Linked DNA regions of Capsicum annuum: region 2 is linked to region 1. A link is a contact called in public Hi-C data. All regions are on one chromosome and are shown on one strand. Each heading gives the region's core, a stretch centred on a gene start, on an enhancer-like site or on the middle of the called end of the contact. The rest is flanking DNA. Distances are from core to core; before and after follow the strand shown.

Region 1 (3,899 bases), core at 708-3,207:
AATCACAAACGTTGGGAGCTCCTAGTGCTAGGAATGGGCAGAAAAAGATATTATTTATCGTTAATTTGCTACGATCGTAGCTAAGAAATTATTTTTAATAATTCATCATTATTGTCGACAGTGCACCCCCTTGGTCAATATATGTTTGATTAATTATCTCATGGTTTTAAGGCTATTAGTTTAGCCGCACATGCCTCGCACGTATAATGTTTGATTATTTAAAATTAAAAGATTTTATCTATAACGAAATATTTAATAAAGTGTAAAATTCAAATCATTTTTCAAAAAACTTTCACACTTTAATATAATAATGTAAACATAAACATATATGTTTTACCACCAAAAGTTTCAAATGGTTAATGAATCATTATTTTTACATTTGTCATATAGTACCTCTTTCTCTTGTTGCCACATGCTAAGAGAGACACATCAATTTGAACCATATTTGTGTTATAATTTTTTTTTATATTTAAAATCTTTTCTTATTTTAAAGTCAAATCTTTATAAATCATTGATTATATTCTTATTACGTACATAAAACTTTAAAAATTTGGTACTTCTTAATTTTTTTTTAAAAAAGGTTTTATATTTATTTCTAGATTTTCCAAATCTTCTCAAATTTACTTGATTTAGAATTCTTAAATTAATTAAAAAAAAACAGTTGTCATTAATTTTGATGACTTCTAATAATGAAAGTTTTAACGATAAATATATTAATTAATTTTTAACTCTTAAATTATGAAAAAATATTGAAATTCTGATGAAAGATTTTATCATAAATATATTTAGTTAATTTTTAACTCTTAAATATTAGGAAAATAGTGAAAATACGATTTTATCTAAAGGAAGAACTTTTAAGAAAGAACTAAAAATTCAAACAACATTTCTAAAGCCCTTCACACCTTTAATATATTATTATTATTATTATTATTATAATAATAATAATAATAATAATAGTAATAATAATAATAATATATTATATTTTTATTATAGATAACATTATTGTCCAGAATTTAAGGTGACTATAGTTGTTCTTATTTTATTGTTAAATATTATCATTAATCCTACTGAGAATTGGATGGAATTAGTATAATAGAAATAATTTGATGTTTTTTACATATCCCTCAAAATGAGATTGTAATGTTTACCATGCAAGTCGTTGGTGGCTCGATGACTTGTAAGTCGCTGTGGCCCAGGCGACTTACAAATCGCTGTGGGCCAGATGATTTACAAGTCAGTGGACCTACCATGTTTTGTCCCTTTTATTTTTTTTCAAAATCAAGTGTCCTTTAATATTTTTGATAAAGAAAAGAGTACTTTCGGCTCCGAATTCCACCAAATACGGTTAAGCATCACATTCACGTTGCCCAATGAGATTCTTGAATCTGGATTCTAAAAATTGTACACAACTAGTAACCACATTAGTTTACAACAATATGCCTTATTCCACGAGTGAGGTCGATGGTATAGGGTACACATATTTTCTTTTAATCTTATTAAGGTAGAACTATTGTTTCGAAAAGATCTTCATTTATGTGCATTAAATTAAAATATTTATATAAAGAATGATAGGGAAGAAAATGTATCAATTAATAAAAAAAGTAATGTAGAATTTTTTTAAAAAAAAATCAATAAAACCAGATAAAATATTATGAAAATTGACATGAAAATCAAGAAACTACACGTATAAGGACAATATTATCATATACACGATGCTTCTAGATTTTCATTAAGCTTAATCTAACTAAAAACAGAATTAAATTACCTAATTTATTTTCAAACACCCATCAAACTTAAGTCTGATCTAAAATGAGTCAAAATGCCTAATATGCTTCCAAACTTCCACCAAATCTAATTTCATAAAAAAAAATAAAAAATTAAATTGAACTATTTAATAACCTTCTATTTTAATGGAGACCGTGCCAAAATTATTACCCACGATACACGAAGCACATATGACAATTGTACACATAAAAGATGAAAGATAATTCAACCGAGAAGACCCCAAACTGTTGCCCACTTCACTTCCTAAGTCCCACTATAGAAAACAAAGTACCAAACCCACAGATAAAGCAGAGAGAGAAAAACAGAGAGAAAAGCCCCCCTCATTTTTTTCTTTCAGGTTATACAAAACACCCTTTTGGAGTTCAGTTTCAATTCCATTAATTCTACCATTAATAACTGTGTTATATTTAATTTGTATCCATATAAAATGTCTTTTTCTCTTTTTTTTCTTAATCAGATTCTTGAAAACTGAGAAGGATTTTTCTTTTGTTAATACTTCTTTTTTTTTTTTTTTTTTAGGGAAAGGAAAAAAGATTGGATTTTTATGCTCCGGGTTTTGTGATCTGGTTTAATTTTGGAGCTTTGAAGAGGAATTGGATAATAATTATTGTATGTTTAGATATATGATGTTGTACAGTTCTTTCAGTGCTTGGGTCAGTCATTTTCTGGCTTGTATGGGGTATGTATACTGATTCTTTTACAATAACTTTTTGTTGCTATTTTATTTGATGGTTTTAGTGAAGTTTATTTGTTATGTGTTTTGTTCAAATTTGTGTGAATTGAGGGATGTTAAAGTGATTGATTGTGTGTGTGATGGGTCTTTAGTTGTTTGTTGAACACATTATTTATTGTGATTGACCTTTTTCTGAAAATTGTGATTCCTTTACCTTTTTTGATTACCCTGGTGTCGGGTCACACCTTGACTAATTCAATGGGATACCTGCTATTGAAACATTTTAACTGCTATTTCTATATTTTAGTCACTCTTAACGGTTCAAGCAGTGTAAACAGCTTCTTGCAGAAATGCAGGTAAGATTGCGTACACTTGACACCTGTGGTACGGCCTTTTCTCGTACCCCGCGCATAGCTGGAGCATTAGTACACCTGGCTTACCTTCTTAAAGGACACCCAAAAAGGGAAAAGGAATTGGAGGAAGGGGTTTTTTCCTGCAAGAGGAGGGAGGAGAAAGTTAAGAACTTTTCTCTTTTTAGATGGAGGAGAAGAAGGTAGGTGGGCGGAGGGAAGGAATCAGGTGTCTAGGAAAGTGAATAAGAAACATGAGTTTCTCTTTATTCCTTTATCGAGTGTTTTGGTGTTTGATCTTCCAAATTATGGTTCGAAGAGTAGTTGAAGGCTGATTCTATCATGATTATTTGTGACCTGTCAATTTAGATATTCGGTATATGATTTGGGTTGATACCATGCTTGCAAGACATAATAGGTGAAACTTTTTCAGGAAATAAAATTGGAATAATTAGATAGATCAGATTAGGGTGAGAAATAACCAACATTTATCATACTGTTTCAAACTTCATCTTCCTCTCTATATTTTTTTTCTTATTTAGGAAATTAGTAAAATTCTTTGAGAAATTCGGGGCAAGAAAAGTGTACTTTCACTCTGTTTATGCAATCAATAGTTGGTAGAATATTGTTCTCTATGTACCTTATCTTGGAAAAATGTGATAGTTAGCTTAGGAGTAATCTTTCTTGGTATATAAGATTACCAAAGTGGATATCGTCATTAACATGGGATGCTGGATAGTTTTTCATGTTCCATTTTTCCGGAATTGTCTTTACTTTTCCTATTGCTTTGTTTAAGCTTTGTTTTGTTGGAATTATGCTTATAAGGGGGTTATCTTGTGCTAAAAAGCAGTTTTGTGTGTATTTTCATTAGCAAAGAGTGGCTACCCAAAAGATTGGTATTTATTTTTATGTTGCTTCCGGAAAGGGGGAGAAAGACGTAGGAAGGGGGTTGGAGGTGAACTTGCTAATCTACTTCCACTTCAGGAAGTATTAATCTTCAACTCTGGTTGTATAGAATAGATAAAGTAGGAAGCACAAGATTTACTTCTTCTTCCTCTTCTAATGTTGGGGATTGAAAAAAACTTATATTG
Region 2 (3,899 bases), core at 744-3,243, 130 kb before region 1:
CTAAAGGCGACGCCGTTTTATTTTTATTTTTTAAAATTAGGACTTTAAAGATAAAAGGTAATTTTAGGGATCTTATTTTCGTTTTGCTTTGATTGCTACCACCGAGAGCCAATTGCGACTGTGAGTGATTCCAGCAGCTCTAGCAGACGACAATTGCTAAGTCATTTCTCCATTTTTTTTTCTTTTTCCACTCTCTTCTTATTTTCTCCTCTGGTTAGTCGTTACTCATAGTCTATTGAAATCTTCTTGATTTCTTTTTCTTCTACTATTTCTTTCTTTGATTTCCTCCTCTGTTTTTCTTCTACTTCTTCCTCTTTTGTTTCATAAAGAGTAAAAAAATCAGTATCTACTATTTGTTTTTAGTTTTTGACATGAAATATTAGCTAATATATTATTGCTATTGAAATTTTGATTATTTATATATGCAATTAAATATTCTAATTTTTTTGTTATTAATTGTCGCCACACTTCCAAAAGGCGATCGTCTCGCTGCATGGTGAGGCAAAAGATCCTTGTTGCCTCTTGTCGCCTTTCGCCATTCAAAACACTTGATAAGGAAAAAGTGTTGAATTTTTTTTTCTAAAAAACTAATTAGAAAAATATACATTTTTTTTGGGGGGGGGGGGGGGGGGGGGGGGGTCGGGGGGGGGTGGGGATGGGGGGTCGGGGTAGGGGTGAGTGATTTTGAGAGTTGTATGAACATTTCTACTTGAGAGTGAGATTGAAAGAGAGTTTTGAAAAATGTTTTTCTTACTTTTTGAAGGGAAGTCATTTTCCTGAGGAAAATAAGTTGATTTGAAAATCATTTTCTTAAAAATATTTAAGCCAACCAAACATGAGAACTGAAAAACATTTTCCAGAAAATGTTTTCCTTCATACCAGCACACTCTGTGGAAAACTTGAGCAGAAACTATTGTTCAAGAAGAAAATCATGAAAGGAGATAAAAAGAAAAACAATAACATAGAAATTTCTACAAACAAGGTATTCCTTTTTCTTCAATTTCACCTTAGCTTTTGTTTTGATTACAAAATTCCTTAAATCTGTTCGGACTTTCGTAGTTGATTTTGGTCAAAGTATCCAAACTCGGTTGACCAGATCCGGTACGGATCCCACACCCACACCTACACCTACACATATGTCGTGTCGACACTGGTGCGACACCAAAAGTGAAGAGTCCGAGTAACTTAGAAGTTGAGAGGAGAGGGTTGTTGTATTAAAATTGGACATGCCAATAGTGTACACCATATTTATGCGCCAAAAGATGGTCGAGACTAATACCATCATGTATCTGGTGGTCAGTATGGATAGTATGGATGGAAAAAAATGGTAGATATTTTGAAGATAGGTCCAATTCAATACACAAGGTTAAATGGAACTGTGTGGTATCCTTACTCTTTTGGTGTTAAAAACTTTGTATAGAAGATGTAGACCTGATTTTAGATTTTATAGGAAGTTTGTAATTGATACTTTCTGGAGGTGGCCAACATACCCTTCCCTTAATGCTGAGGAATACAATATTACCGGTTTCAAAAAAGAAAAAATTTATGAGCCAAAAGCTGTAATTCCTTAGTTGTTCGAAGAAAAAGAGAACTTGAAAAGCTGTAACATTGCTGCCATTAGTTGTCCTTAATTTTTTTTTTTCATGGCAAGAATTAAACTTTTAAATTTTTGTTGTTGTCTTGCTTTGATGTATGTTGAGGGTCTATCAGAAACAACCTCTCTACCTTCCCGGGTAGCGGTAAGGTTTGCATACACACTACCCTCCCGGACCCCACTTGTGGTATTACACTGTTGTTGTTGTCTTGCTTTGATATGTAATTCTTGGATGTGAGTAATGGTATATGTATTCCATGTTAATAGGTTGTTATAAGTAAAAATTTCTACCAGACTATTAAGACTTGTTGCTGATACCTCTTCAGGCCTGTAATGACAAGGGTCAAGCAGGATACTTCAGTTACCGAAGGTATTCGCTCTCTCGTTGCTGGTAAGGTCGAGGCAACTGTGACACCTTGGTGGAAAAGGGGGATAGCTTCCATTCTATTCAAGGATGGACAGTAAGCAGTAGAAGTTTTGTCGCAAAGAGTGTCAACACTATAGGTGCTCCTAAAATTGATGTTTTCTTGAACTTTGGTCAGCTTTGCTTGCTGCTGTTATTTCTCTTGCCCCTTCATAACCTTGAACACATTGTCATGTGTGCTAGTATAATTACAATGAGCTACAAGTATTCTAGTACCTTTGTTTTCTTGTAGTTAATATCGAGGCAAATGTCATGCTTTCCAGTCTTAACCGTGAGAGTGACTAATCCGTCGGAGAAGAGAAAAAGAGGATGAATTTCAAATTTGTTTCTTTTCCTATGGAAATTCAGTTTTGTTCACCATCATTTATTTGATTGGTCCGTTAGAAATAGAAAAAAGATCGATGAGTTATTGTTAAAGTAGGTTGCTAGGACTTGAGCTATTCGATGGAAGCGAAGATACAATGTGACATGTTGGATCACGGAACCAGTTTATGGATGTTATTTTCTTGTCAAATCAGAAAGCGTATATTTCTGGTCGGGCCCTTTCACTGACCTTGAGTATAGCGGGAGTTTTAGTGTATCAGCTATCTTTTAAATGTTTATCCAAGGGCATAGCCCTTGTTTATCCAAGGGCATAGCCCTAGTTGCATGTAGAATAAAGATGGATTTGCTTTTACAGTGGTATCTGAACTATACTTTTAATAATTGTGTCATATTATACAAATAAAGATAAAATATCAATATCAAAGTTTAAACAAAGGAGAGAATTATAGTAATGCTTTTATTTTACTACTTTGATATATCGATAAAAATGTACAAAGGGTGGCTATTTATAGATTCCCAAACTTGGTCCCTAAGGTTGCTAAGCTTGACATCAAGTTGACAACTTGACCAACCATTTCAGGTATTCAAATTCGAATTGAACAAGTAATTTTGGTTTTCAAATTCAACTTGAATAAGTACTTCTTGGTATTTAAATTCAATTTGAATACTAACTATTATCTCTAAGTAATGACATTTCACACATATATATGTCACATGACATTCATATTATATAACACTCCTCCCTTGGATGTCCATTAATAGATAATATGTCTCGTTAAAACTTTACTAGGAAAATCCAATGAGAAAATCCAGTGAAGAAAAAAGAATGCACACATTTTGTAATACGCCTTTAGTGCTACCTCATTAAAAACCTTATAGGAAAATCAGTTGGGACAACTTTCTCAAAAAAATCATTTGGGACAAAACTTTGGTTAAGAAAAAAAGAGTACAACACGTATTTTACTCCTCCTGATGGAAATTTCAATTCAATGACTTGAATTTTCGCATTCCGATCTTGAGCACCATCTTCTTGAAAGTTGCAGTTGGTAGAGACTTGATGAATAAATAAAAAATATTGTCACTTGAATGAATCTATCGTACGTTGATATCACCATTTTTATGGAGCTCATATTTGTAGAAACGTTTTGACGAAATGTACTTTGTTCAATCTCCTTTTATAAATCCTCCCCTTAGTTGCGTTATGCATGCTGTATTATTTTCATATAAAATTGTGGATACTTTGTCACATTTCGAATCACATTTTTCTCAAATGAGATGTATCATGAACCTCAATCATACACACTCCCGGCTTACTTCATGAATAACTATTATCTCAACATGGTTCGATGCGGTGACTATTATAAACTGCTTTGTTGATCTCAAAGATATGACAGTAACCCTACATATGAACATATAGCCTGTCTGAGATCGAGCTTTACGTGGGTCAGATAAGTACCCAATATCAGCATAACCAACAAAATCGAAACTGCAATTTTTAGAATAAAATAAGCCCATATTGATAATTCTCTTTAGGTACCGTAATATGTGTTTGATCTT

Evidence for each region. Hi-C and Micro-C count contacts between places; a contact is called where the count stands out from the background.
Region 2: a contact with region 1 is called in a Hi-C map of leaf, with 2.6 times the contacts expected there. The contact joins the enhancer-like site here to the promoter of LOC107867793 in region 1. A contact is called at or near these places in 3 of 5 Hi-C or Micro-C datasets (bud, leaf and placenta).

The regions. Positions count from the first base shown.
Region 1 is chr7:33,663,417-33,667,315 of UCD10Xv1.1, reverse strand. It overlaps LOC107867793, which reads left to right and starts at 1,957. Exons shown (of 6, transcript XM_016714206.2): 1 at 1,957-2,122; 2 at 2,305-2,464. The coding sequence starts at 2,397.
Region 2 is chr7:33,792,140-33,796,038 of UCD10Xv1.1, reverse strand. No RefSeq gene overlaps it. Among protein-coding and RNA genes, the nearest start is that of LOC124885561, 10 kb to the right of the region's middle. Within about 2 kb of position 1,993, at least 2 of the 5 cell types and tissues checked have an H3K27ac peak or open chromatin away from gene starts, as enhancers often do. A contact at or near this core is called in leaf, where this site is marked.